Linked DNA regions of Zea mays: region 2 is linked to region 1. The links are chromatin contacts, called in public Hi-C maps. All regions are on one chromosome and are shown on one strand. Each heading gives the region's core, a stretch centred on a gene start, on an enhancer-like site or on the middle of the called end of the contact. The rest is flanking DNA. Distances are from core to core; before and after follow the strand shown. Region 1 holds the start of LOC103641117 (putative germin-like protein 12-4). Region 2 holds the start of LOC100191718.

Region 1 (5,923 bases), core at 2,664-5,163:
CATGGTCTGAGGTAGTGGAGTAGTTTCCAGACACTAGGTAAGTCTCGCTGAGTATTAGTATACTCAGCCTTGCTTGTGGCAAAAGTTTTCAGGTACTTCTATTGATGACATGATTGTTGATGTGGCTTGACTGAGTGGTCTACCACCTGAGGATGGTGGATTAAGCGCCGGTGGGCTTGGCCTTATCTCTAAGTATCTCATCTATGTTCTATATGAGGATTGTCACTAAGTTAGCAATGTATTGAAACTTATGGTTTTTAACCCTATTCCTCAAAAGTTATATTGCTTTCAAAACATATTTGTATCCACTTCCAAATTACTAATGGTAAATTACTGTAATATTATTTCCACTACAAAACTCTTGTATGTCATGTGTATTTACTTAATCTTGCGATATTGGTTGAGAGTTAATTTACCGAGGTCCTGCGGGATACTCAGCGGACTGCCGGGTTTATATGTGTTCAAGTACGTTAACAAATTGTGAGGCGGTTGTTTTTGTGATTAAGCTCTTATAAGTTGGGCGGTTCTGTCATACCTAGTATCAGAGGATGATTACATATAATATGGTCACATACGTACTTTCAAAACAAGGTTTCTAATTTGGAAAACCTATTTTCATCTGAACATCTTATCTAGTTTTGAAAAACATCGGATTTGGAAAACTATAATGCTAGCGATATCCTCTTCTATGCGCTAAACTAAGGACAATCAGGTGGCTTAATTAAATTACTAACTTGGGGGGATTCCTACGTACTTGTGTTTGTTTTATGCCATTCGTTTGAATAGTAATGTTTGGTTCACTTTGCCTCTACGCCAAGGTAAGAAAGGTAAGTGTAGGACAATGCAGACCGGGACAAGTCTACTGTCATCATGTGTGGGTGACCATACATGTTGTATAAGGATTGGTAGATTTACTTTTAGCAATGTGATGTTACATTCTTTCAATGTCGCGCCTACATGCAGGTAAGTAGGTAAAGTTACCACAATTGGCTACCCTGTGGTTAAGGTGTGGTAGCAGCGCCTGTGCTGGCCCTGCTGAATGGTGGCGCCAGCCTCCAAAGCGGTTTAATGACGCATGTGGACGACGCAGAAAACATCATGGTGACAGTGCGCGAACGACGCGTGGATCGGCATGGTGACAACGTGCAAACGATGCTCGAATCGGCGTGCTAACAGTACGCGAACGCGACAATGGTGTGTAGGCTACAACATGTGGCACGAACGTACACGCGGCGAAGACGTGCAATGCGTGGGAAGGTTTGGCCGGTGGCCGGACAGGCAACGCCACGGGAAGAGATGAGGGGCTGGGGGTAACCATGCTAGGGCTCGTCTAGGGGGTAGATGGCCATGGCTGGTTGCTTATCTCGGGGCAGCGTTTGGCTGGTGAAGGGCGCTTCGGGCGGAAGTAGGCACAGTGCGGCTGGGTGAGGTCGCCACACGCAGGGGTGGCTGGGGAGAGGCGAGGCAGGGTCGCTGGTGGCTTGGGCGATCGGTGAGGCGGTTGTGCGTGGGGAGGGGTGTGTCTCGGTGGAACTGGCAGGGACATGGGAGGGGCGGGTGATGCTCCTCTTAGCGTCATGGGCGTGAGGGCAGTTAGGGGAGGGGCCCCTGGCTGTAGAGCCAAGGCGGGGTGACGGCTAGGAGTGCTGGGCACGGCTAGGCTAGGCTTGGCCAACGCGTGACTGGCTGTGACTAGTTGGCCCTAGACGAGGCTAGCTGGGGCTGGGCAAGTGGCAGCCGGGGTTGGCTGGAACTAGGTCGTGGCCGGCTGGGACTAGGCCGGATAGCCGGGGCTAGCTGTGGGGCTTTCCTTTCTTTTATCTTGTTTTCTCTTATTCCTACTAGTTGAATTCAAACTCGAGTGAATTCATTGATCAAATGAATGCAAATCAAGCAAAAATAAAATAAGACTTCCAGCATGATGCAACATTTCGTAACCCCCATAAGATTTTACACTCCAGCCTTACACGCATACCTAAAATAACTATCTTTTCTCAAATAAGGAAGAAATAAATTAGGACAGAATGAAGAAAAAAGGGTAACACTTGAATTTTCATGGGTGTTTAGAATAGAATTTTATACCCCTAAATTCAGGGTGTTATATATAGATTCTATCTACTTTGCTCACTAGAATTGTGTAAGAGGATTCCATTGGAGTGCTAGGATAGACATAGAATTATTAGGGATAACATCTTTACTTACACCCATCCTAGTTGTAGTAGTGCCATGAAATAAACTTTTATAAGATATTCACCTTCTTCTACTGATCCTAGTAGTCGTTTCCAGCAGTATGAAAACCAAGTCAACAATCAATGATATAATGTCCAACCACCTTTGATGTGAAGAGATGGACACTAACCCTATGGTCAAGCCACCCCTGTTTGATTCCATTGGGTTTAACTATTGAAAGAGGAGGATGTGTGCATATATCTAGGCCAATGGGAGAAGAGATTTGGGTAGTTGTTTATGAGGAGTTCATTGTGCATGATATGAAGGATTCCACCCCATGGGACGAAGACTACCTCTAACTTGAATACCAAGCCATCAACATGATCTATAAGCTGAGTTTATCTTTTTGTCATAGTATAATTCAAGATTTGGCTCTCTAGGGTCACATTCACATGCTTGGTGTGACATCAAATTAATTATTTGAATGATGGTTGCTGAGTTGGATGGTCTATGGACACAGACGTGTATGCAAAATTTCATGCTAACCTACTTTTACTCCAGGTAATGGATCAAGACATGTTTTAATCATGATGTGTTCATGCCATATTAGTTGAAATCTATTACATATCAATGAAGTAAAGAGATTCAATCAATATAAGATTTCACGTTTATAACTGTGGTCATTTGACATTTTAACAAAATACATATGTATGTCAAAAGGTATATAGCAGTTTGCTACATCAAACAAATGAATGAAAATAGTGTTGTTACTTATTACATCGGTGTGTAAAAACAATGGCAATAGCCTCCTTCACTTAGTTATGGTTGTCCTCCCAAAACTGAGCTTGGAGCCAATCCACAACCTTCTTGTCCACCTGAAATGCCTTGGCAAGAACGTCGTCCGCGATTGGTGGTTTCGATCCAAATACAGCGTTAGAAATGGTAATGGCACCAGGGTTTTGGCTGTTGAGTGCGGCAATGGCAACCGCTGGCTTATCATGACTTGGATTGAACTGAAAGTGGATTAGACCTTGGGGGAACACGAAAACATCTCCCTTGTTGAGTAGCTTGCTAATGAATTTGTTGTCTGGGTTAGATGTGACAAAACCAACATAGAGTGATCCTTCAAGAACCGTTAAGATCTCAGTGGCACGGGGATGCGTATGTGGTGGGTTCTGTCCTTGAGGGGCATAGTCAATCCTAGCCATGGAGATGCCCAAGGTGTTTAGGCCGGCCAGCTTCATCACATTGATCAATGTGACATTTGACTTGACCTTGCTCATCGTCGTATCCCTTGGCTTGTCGAGGTCGGCTGCTAGGAAGAAGTCGTCGACCTTGACATCCTTAATATCCTTGCAGGGCAACCCATTCACACGTACTGCAGCATCAATGAAGTGGCATACAAGTGTTAGAAAGCTAATCAAACTGGTTTCATGTTCCTTCAGTACCAGTTATAAACTTCTGCAAATTGTTTTTTGCCTTGGTAGTATTGCAGCAGAATGTGTGGTACATACCAGGCGATTCTTTGTCTGCAACGCAGAAGTCCTGGAGAGGACTAGGATCCGTAGCCCAGGCGCCAGAAGAAGCGATCACGATGAGAATAACGCTGAGAAGATGAAAGCTACAAGACGCCATTTCTATCTTCCCAGAGTGGAATTTGATATTCAGTAGCAGAGAGGATGCTTGTATTGTGTATGAAACAACTATGGCGAGCTGGTGCGTTGTCCATGCGGGGGTACATGCATATATATATGTAGAGAGCAGTTGAGGTTCTGATGTGGTCAATGAGCCGGGCCGGCTTTCTCTACAGAAATTGTCTCAGGGTGTAGTGCCTGCCGTGAAAGCAACTGTTTTGATTTGGTCCACACGGATTTGATTAGATCAATATCTACTACCATGGTCCCAGGTAGATGACTGTGGTCTTCACGTCATGCATGATGATAAGACATTGTTGCTGACTGCTGGTTCTGTGATTGGTGAAGAAAATCTAGCTTGTTAGGGTTAACGGTTAGATGTGGGATTGTCGTACGTATGTTCTACAGGATGGATCGGATAGATACGAATAATAACTTTTTTTAATTCATTTCATACTGCCTTTTTTAATAGAGTAGCCTCCCGGGAGCTGATGTTCTCTTTAATTTCCAGCAAAAAAAAACAACAAAAAGCTAACCCCTGAATGTAGGGAAAAAATTCGTTGCATTCCCAATGCAAACACACTCCTTTGCAGTCCCCCACATCCACTTCTTATAGACCACATAAATAGAAGAAAAACAAATTAACAAAGATTTAAATTGCAAATTTTGATCTGTATTGTGGACCTACAGATGATGGATGTGAGGGACTGTAAAGGAGTGCGTTTGAATCCGGGATGTAGATAATTTTTCCCTGCAGATGGCTACGCGAAAAGGCCTCTACCCGAGTTGGTTAGAGGTGGTCTTAGTAGCGGTTCTTAGGTTCTGAGTTTGAATCACAATGGGAGCGAATTTCAGCTAAGCTTAAAAAGGGTCACTCGTTGGTTTCCTGGTTGTGTGCACACGAGATGGACTGACCTATAGTGGACGGGTCCTCGTGGAAGGGTTCAAATCATAAGCTAAGATCTTCTTCATTTTTAATAATATCGTGGGGACCGTCTTTCACCTATCGTCCGAGTTTTTTTTTGCAGGTAGCTACCATGTCAATCCAGCCATATTCCTCACCAAATATTTTTGGTGGTCGAATATACATAAGTAGAACCTCTTATTACCTTTTATTAAAACCCGTTGGAGTTTGAGCTTCTCCCCGCGCTTCACGGGCAGTCCGCCACAGCTCGAACGACGTGTGGCTTGAGTACGGCGTCGTCAGACAGGAACCAGCTTCCGGACCCGAGTTTTTTATGCAATCGAGTTGTGAGTGGTTCCTCCCTACCTCTCCCGTCGCACCTCGCCCTCTCCCTTGCCCTGCCCCAGATCTCGGCCTCCAGTCCTCGCTGCCGCCGCGACTTGCTCGCCCCGTCTCCCTCCGGCCCTGCCTCATCGCGGCCGTGGTGGCCAAGGAACACGAGCTCATTGGAAACACTCTTAAATAAAGCTTCAATGAACAAGACAGGAGCTCGACTTCGCCTAGCTCCGAACAAGCGGTTGACGAGGCGGAGGTCTCGCGTCCTACGTGCGTCGCGCCGTTGCCTGGCTCCGTCCTCGCCGTTCCTCTGTAGAAGCTGGCCGCTGACCCCCGCCCGCCTCCGCTTGGCCGTCTGGCCGCCCCCCGCGTGGTCACCTAGATGGCTGGCCGCGCCCCTAGATTTGGGTTCCTACCTTGTTAGGACTTCCATCTTCGTTCATTTTGCTGTGTGTCCGTCGGATAGATGACTAATGCATCCTCAAAGTTCTCCAAGGCGGAGCCTTGCATCTTTGTGTGTTTGATTTGGTTGAGCTGCAACCCGTGCTGCTGTCCTTTTCAGTATAAAAAAAGATTTAGATGTAGGTTGGCATTCGGATGAAAAATGGACCGTGAAAAAAAAGGAGGTCCATTCACCTTGTGTTCTGTCATTTGAGCACGGATCCTTTAGTGTATAGGAAAGCGTGATATTTCTGATAATCTTCTGCTTTTCAGAGAAAAGCTTTGAGTAATTGAGATGTATATTCCTCTATTGAAAGAAAAAGAGGGGTTTTCAAGCAATATGAAAGCTTGATGCTTTCGTTCTTCGTTTTATTTAAGATCACTTTCCTCCCTTGTTCTTATGAAATGTGCAACTCTTTAATCAGGGATGGCAACCGAT
Region 2 (6,020 bases), core at 1,746-4,245, 460 kb after region 1:
TATAATTTTTTATGTATATTATTTTCTCCCTACAACAAAAAAGGTGAAAAAAACATCTTAATCCGTATTCGAATAGACATCCGAAGTTTATATCAATTATTTAAAAATATATAGAATGAATTTAATGTTTATTTTTTGTGAAGATTAATAGCCTCAATGCTAAAAACAAGAATATAAATTTACATAGCAAATTCTATATGTTATTTATTCATAATCGAAGAAAGAAGACCAAAAATTTGACATCCGAATAAATATCCGGATCCATCCCTAGTCCCGATCCGTTGGGACTCAAATGTGATACAATTACTAGTCCCAGGAGGCTAGTAACCATATTCCTTACTTCAAATAGTATAGAGTTTGAATAAATGTTATTACAATACCGGGGTACAAGCTCGAGAGAGAGCCAGAATACGAAGCACAGTAGAAGATACACTAGCCCAAGCCACAGGCAGAACTGGGTGCAGACACAGCCCTCTCAATCAAGCATAGCGGAAAAGAAGTCTTCGGCTGCTGAAAAACATAAATAAATCTGGGTGAATACACTAGGTATTCCGCAAGCCCATCCCGCTCCCATAAAGAGAAAGGGACCTATGTCATACATGCTTTATATGGTGGAGTTGAAGTCACTCTTCTTTTTCTCAGAGAAAGGCAGTACTTTTAGGGTTTTTCCCAAGGAAATAGAAACAACACAATACTCAACCACCACTGAGCTTCCCGCTCCCGTGGCATCGTTTTCTTTTCTAAGAACGCATTCACACACACATTCCCTTCTTCCCGGAGGTTGTAAAACACTAATTGTCATACCCTACCAGACTCGTTCATACCAGTGGACACGAACTATTCGAATAGGTTTTCAAACTTTGCGCAGAGGTGTACACTTTACCCACTAATCCGGTTTCTGCGATCTCACTGTCGTGAGACCCGAATGCCGGATCTCTCTTTCCTCGCACGTCCTAACCTTAACGGTTATACTGGAAGGAGTCAGGCCACCGCCATGTCCAAACCGGACAAAACATTCCCCCTCCTTATCCTCCCGGTGCTCCCCAACCTTCATAACCCTGGGGTTGGACCGTACGAGTTCAGATTGAGTGACTGCCCACACAGTCTCGAGTGGTTGCACTTATCGTGAGTACATGTAGTGAAAGATGACAAACCGGTCCTTATATGAGGGGACAATCCTTCTGCTCACTCCTAAACCAGCTGAGCCTTCACCTTAGGCCCTCCCCTAAACCAGGAAGTCCCTGATCATCCCACTCACAAGGTGATGAGGGTGAATACCCTTCATTGCACACTTTTTGAAAACCTTACTTAGTGAAACACACTGCCCTTTTTCCCATCCCACATTTTGTATCCAAAAGATGTTTGTAAATGCGGGCTATCTCTCTGCTCACAATGCAAATATTCCATCCCGTAATCCCGACTTAGGTAGTGGTAGAAAGAATAGGTAAATTATGCATCAAGGGAAGGATGGATTTGCCTTCGTCGAAGCTTTCCTGGCACAAAAGATTTATCTCCGGGAGGTCGGGCTCCTGCCCTTCTTCCGGGGCTACGGGTTCCGGATCGACGGTCCCCGCTTCTTCTAGTAAAACAGGCAATAAACAATACATCAAACAGTGGTTTACTGAGTGGAGTGTGTCAAATTCCTAACATTATCATTTTATGTGACTTAGAAAGTGTTTGGATAATTTTTGGTACATAAAATATCAAGATATAAATAACTAAAGGGGAAAAAGATGGAAAAGAAAAAGAAAATGGATTTTCGGCTCTGGTGGCCCGGGGGGCGAATTCCGGCCCAGCCGGGTGCAGGGGCGCGCGCGGGCGCGAGCGCGCCGGCCCAGCACGGCCCACGGGCGAGAAACGGCACGGGCGCGAGAGAAAACAATGTCGTGGTCACGGGGCCCACGCGCCAGGGAGAGTGGGAGGGGAGACGGTGTCAGCGGCCGACGGGGCAGGGGCGAACCGGTCGACCCGCGGGGGAAAACCCGGCTGTCGGCGGGTTCAACGGCGATTCAACGCCGATGACCCGGTTCCTGGGCATCGGGCAGGCGCCCTAGCACAAGGAGGGGCTGGCGAGCTTAAGGGTGGGTCCAATTTTGCCAAAGGAGGCTGGGAGGGAGCTGATCACGGTGGGGTGGCGGAGCTCCGTGGCGGGAATCGTCGCCGGTGAGGCTTGGGTGGTGATCGGGGGCAGGGGAGCGGTGTTCCGAGCCCGCGGTGGTGTGGCGAAGCTGTTGAGCCTAGTGAATTTCTCGCTGAACAACCAGAGAGTGGGGGGGAAGGAGGAGGTGTTTAGCGGAGCGGAGGGAGGGGCGGCGGAGCTGGTGCGGTGGAGCTCGGGGAGGGAGAAGAAGAGTGGCCGAGGCCGGTGCGGGACATGGAGGAGCTCGAGGCAGCCTTTTTATAGGCGCCCGAGGGGAGGGGAGCAGCGGTGTTAGGTGGACGCCAGTGAGGTGCACAACGACGAAGTAATGGTGCACAGCGGCGACGACGGGACCTCACGGCGGGGCGGGGCCGTGCGAGGACGCGACCACAGCGAGCGAAGGATGAAGCGGTGTCAACTTCTCTGTGCGACGAGTGCAGGCGGGGAGGGGGAGAGGACGGTGGCCGGCGGCGATCGCGCTGAAGCTGTGCGCGGCGAGGACGATAAGGTGGCTGACTGGCGGGGTCAGTTTGTCAGCGGTGCGCAGGCGCGAGAGAGCGAGGGTGAGTGCGGCTAGCGGGTGGGGTCGGCTTGTCAGCGAGAGGAGTATATTGATAACACAGTCATAGAAACTATTAATATAAAAAATTAAAATAACTTGCAATTTATAATCATAAAATATAACAGGTACTAACAGTTACTCCTCATAAATGCCAACTTCCTTATAGGCCCCGCAAAAAATGGACCTCTTTCCTTCGCCCCCCCCCCCCCCCCCCCCCCCCCCCCTAATTCTCTGCCCTTGTCGCTTCCAACCCTCCTCTTGCTCTCCCTCCAACGTCTCTCACTCCCCGGCCTCTCCATCCCGCCCCCGTCACACCGCCGGAACCCTACACAAGGTCCCACAGTCAATGCCGCCCGCTTCACGCCCCGCCGCTGCCTCCTCCGCTCTACCCGCGCCGCCCCGCCGCCTCCGACGCCGCCGCCCGCTCAAAGCCACACTAGCCACCACCCCCGCGGCTGACGCAGGCGCCGCCGCTGGAGCTGCCCGCCACGGCGGCCCCGAGACTCCGCATCTCTGTTGGGCCGCGTCTAGCGGCGAGAGCAATGCAAACGCAGAGAGGCCGCGCGGGGACCCGCCCTCCTCCGTCAGACGCTTGGCCGCGGCGGTGTGGCGGCTGCGGCCACCCGAGGAGGCACCCACCGCCGGCCAGTATGACGCCGCCTCCCGTGTCGGCCTCGAGGTACGCGCCCCTCCCACCCCGTGCTCGCCCGTTAACAGTGACGGAGCCAGAATTTTTTTTATCTCGGATTAAGCTGCTCCCGCTCGAATGTTGCTGGATCCTAGCTCGGATTCGGCGTACGGGGAAGCGAATCCAGGACGGCGGGCGGCACCCCCTCCCTCATCAAACCGCTCTACTCGCCCACCCACCGTACTACGCCGTTCTCAGGCCTCCCTCCGTTCCAGCTCGTGGCTGGAAGCAGTTACTAGCCGTTGCGGCGTCGCACGGCGGTGGGATCGAAGCCCAGATCCCCATTTATGGCGGCTCCCCTTCTCATTGTTCTCTCTCCTCGCGCCCGTCTCATGCGGCGGGTGGCATTTATTGCTCAGGCCATGGGCGCGTTGCTTGTGATGCACACATCCCAATCCCGCTCATGTGATCTGCTCCTGGCTCATTGAATCATCGGTGTGCCGTGCAATTAAGCACGCACGGATGTACCTCGCTAGGATTCTTGATGTGGGAGTAACCAGCCTGTCTCCTGCGGCTACCCGCACCTGCTTGTGGTGCTTGAGTGCCTTTGCTATTTACTGGAGTCTCTACTGCTTCCTTTCCAAGTGACATGTGTTCAGTTCCCACTTGAGCTTCTTGGTTGCAATGGCACTGCCATTCATGGTATGAACAATAGATCCTGGTTTCAGAAGATGGTATGGGGTTCCATACAGCACTTTTGTTTGTCATTCATCCTATTTGCTGGTAGGATCTGAAAGATTCAGTGATCCACTCACTCAGTAGTGTCACCTCAGATTTATATGCGCAATCATGGGACAAGTTCATCTTCGTTCTTTGTCTCCTTTTTTCTTGAGATCTTTGATTTGTCATTATGATGAAATTACTTTAGGTTGTAACTTAGACGATGGGTAAATCTGAGAGTGCTATCAAATAGTTAGCAATGTATTGATGTCTTGTTGCTGGTTAGAGATGTTAAAAATGTTTGTTTTCTGCTTCGTGGCAGTCCATTGATCATTCATATTAACTTGTTGATTTCACTTATATGACAGCATATACCGAGACATCTACAAGCTCACCTCCTGCGCAAGAATCCTCTTACTTACCACCGTAGTTTCAAAAAAGACATTTCAAGCCCCAACTCCGTCCTGGAGCCACATAGTGAAGAGCTCCACAAGGTATAACCAGAAATCATGTGCACCTAAATTGCTTCTATCTTTTTGCGTTCCATACTGCAAGCTAATCCAGTGGATTTAACCATGCAGATACATCTTGGTCTTTCCTCTGGTGTGGAGGATGCAACAAAATGGGAGCATATAAACATAAAGAGCATAGAACCAGATGGTGCCTATGTGATTGCTAGCCAACTAAATCTCGTTGAGGAACAGCAAGGGGGTAGCTATGTTGCTAGCCTTGAGTTGGAGCTTCAGCAGGCACGGGATAGAGTGAGCAAGCTAGAAGCTGAGCGGTTTTCAGCCAAGAAGCAACTGAATCACTTGTTCAAGAAACTTGCAGAGGAGAAAGCAGCTTGGCGGAACAGAGAGCACAAGAAAGTTCAAGCCATTCTTGAAGATATGAAGGCTGATCTGGAGCATGAGAAAAAGAACCGGAGGCAGTTGGAGACTATTAACTTCAAGCTTGTTGATGAGTTGAAAGAGGTCAAAATGGCCGCGAAGCAGCTATTGCAAGAGTATGACAACGAGCAGAAGACGCGGGAACTCACGGATGAGGTGTGCAACAAGCTAGTGAGGGAGATAGAGGAACACAAGTCAGAGATCGAAGCCTTGAAGCAGGATTCTGTCAAACTACGCGGCGACCTGGATGAGGATAGGAAATTGCTACAGATGGCTGAGGTGTGGCGTGAGGAGCGAGTGCAGATGAAACTTGTCGATGCCAAGCTCACTCTTGAGGCCAAATATGAACAGTTGAGCAAACTGCAGGAGGAGGTGGAGGCTTTCATTTTGACTTTCAGCTCTTCCAAAGGAGACAGCACAATTGTTGAAGCCGCACACAACATTGTACAGGCCATTGGGTCGGCCAGAGACCAAGAGGTTGAATTCACATATGAGCCACCAAGAGCATCAGAAGATATACTGGCCATCTTTGAAGAGCTACGCCCAAGTGAAGAGATGGAGAAAAAGGAAACCGAACCATGCCTAAAGCAAGAAATCCAAGAAGCTAGCCCAACAGCTGATATATTTCTGGAAAATCGAGCCAGATTGTTCCCAGATGGAAGCCATTCTGATGAGAGCGATAAGGAAGATGGAAGCAGCTGGGAGACCATGAGCCATGAAGAGATGCAAGGCTCAAGCCATTCGCCGTATGAAAGTGAACATTCAGTCAACAAGATCTTTGACAGAATTTCGTGGACCAGTGGAAATGATTCTGAGGGTGAGCAGGCCAACAAACTGTGTGATGACTTGAGCAGTGTGTACCTGACGGACATGGAACAGTCCAAGAAGAAAGAGTCCGCCATATCAAAGCTGTGGAAGTCATCTCCACTGAAAAACTGTGAATTCCGTACAAAAGATGTTGCGGATATGATAAATGGGAGATTATCAAGTGCAAGTCTTCCAAATGGTGTGTACTCTACTGCCAAAGGCTTGAATCTAGATATGGGGGACAGCACCCCTAGCACCACGCAATGGAGCTCA

What was found. Hi-C and Micro-C count contacts between places; a contact is called where the count stands out from the background.
Region 2: a Hi-C map of tassel shows a contact between it and region 1, with 4 times the contacts expected there. The contact joins the promoter of LOC100191718 here to the promoter of LOC103641117 in region 1. A contact is called at or near these places in 3 of 25 Hi-C or Micro-C datasets (ear, leaf and tassel).

Annotation. Positions count from the first base shown.
Region 1 is chr10:59,995,879-60,001,801 of Zm-B73-REFERENCE-NAM-5.0, forward strand. LOC103641117 (putative germin-like protein 12-4) reads right to left here and starts at 3,914. Exons shown (of 2, transcript XM_008664486.4): 1 at 3,684-3,914; 2 at 2,747-3,547. The coding sequence starts at 3,804. The coding sequence ends at 2,985. LOC103641118 (lactoylglutathione lyase) reads left to right here and starts at 5,032. Exons shown (of 10, transcript XR_004853159.1): 1 at 5,032-5,923.
Region 2 is chr10:60,456,775-60,462,794 of Zm-B73-REFERENCE-NAM-5.0, forward strand. It overlaps LOC100191718, which reads left to right and starts at 2,996. Exons shown (of 3, transcript NM_001137147.1): 1 at 2,996-3,381; 2 at 4,419-4,544; 3 at 4,632-6,020. The coding sequence starts at 3,049.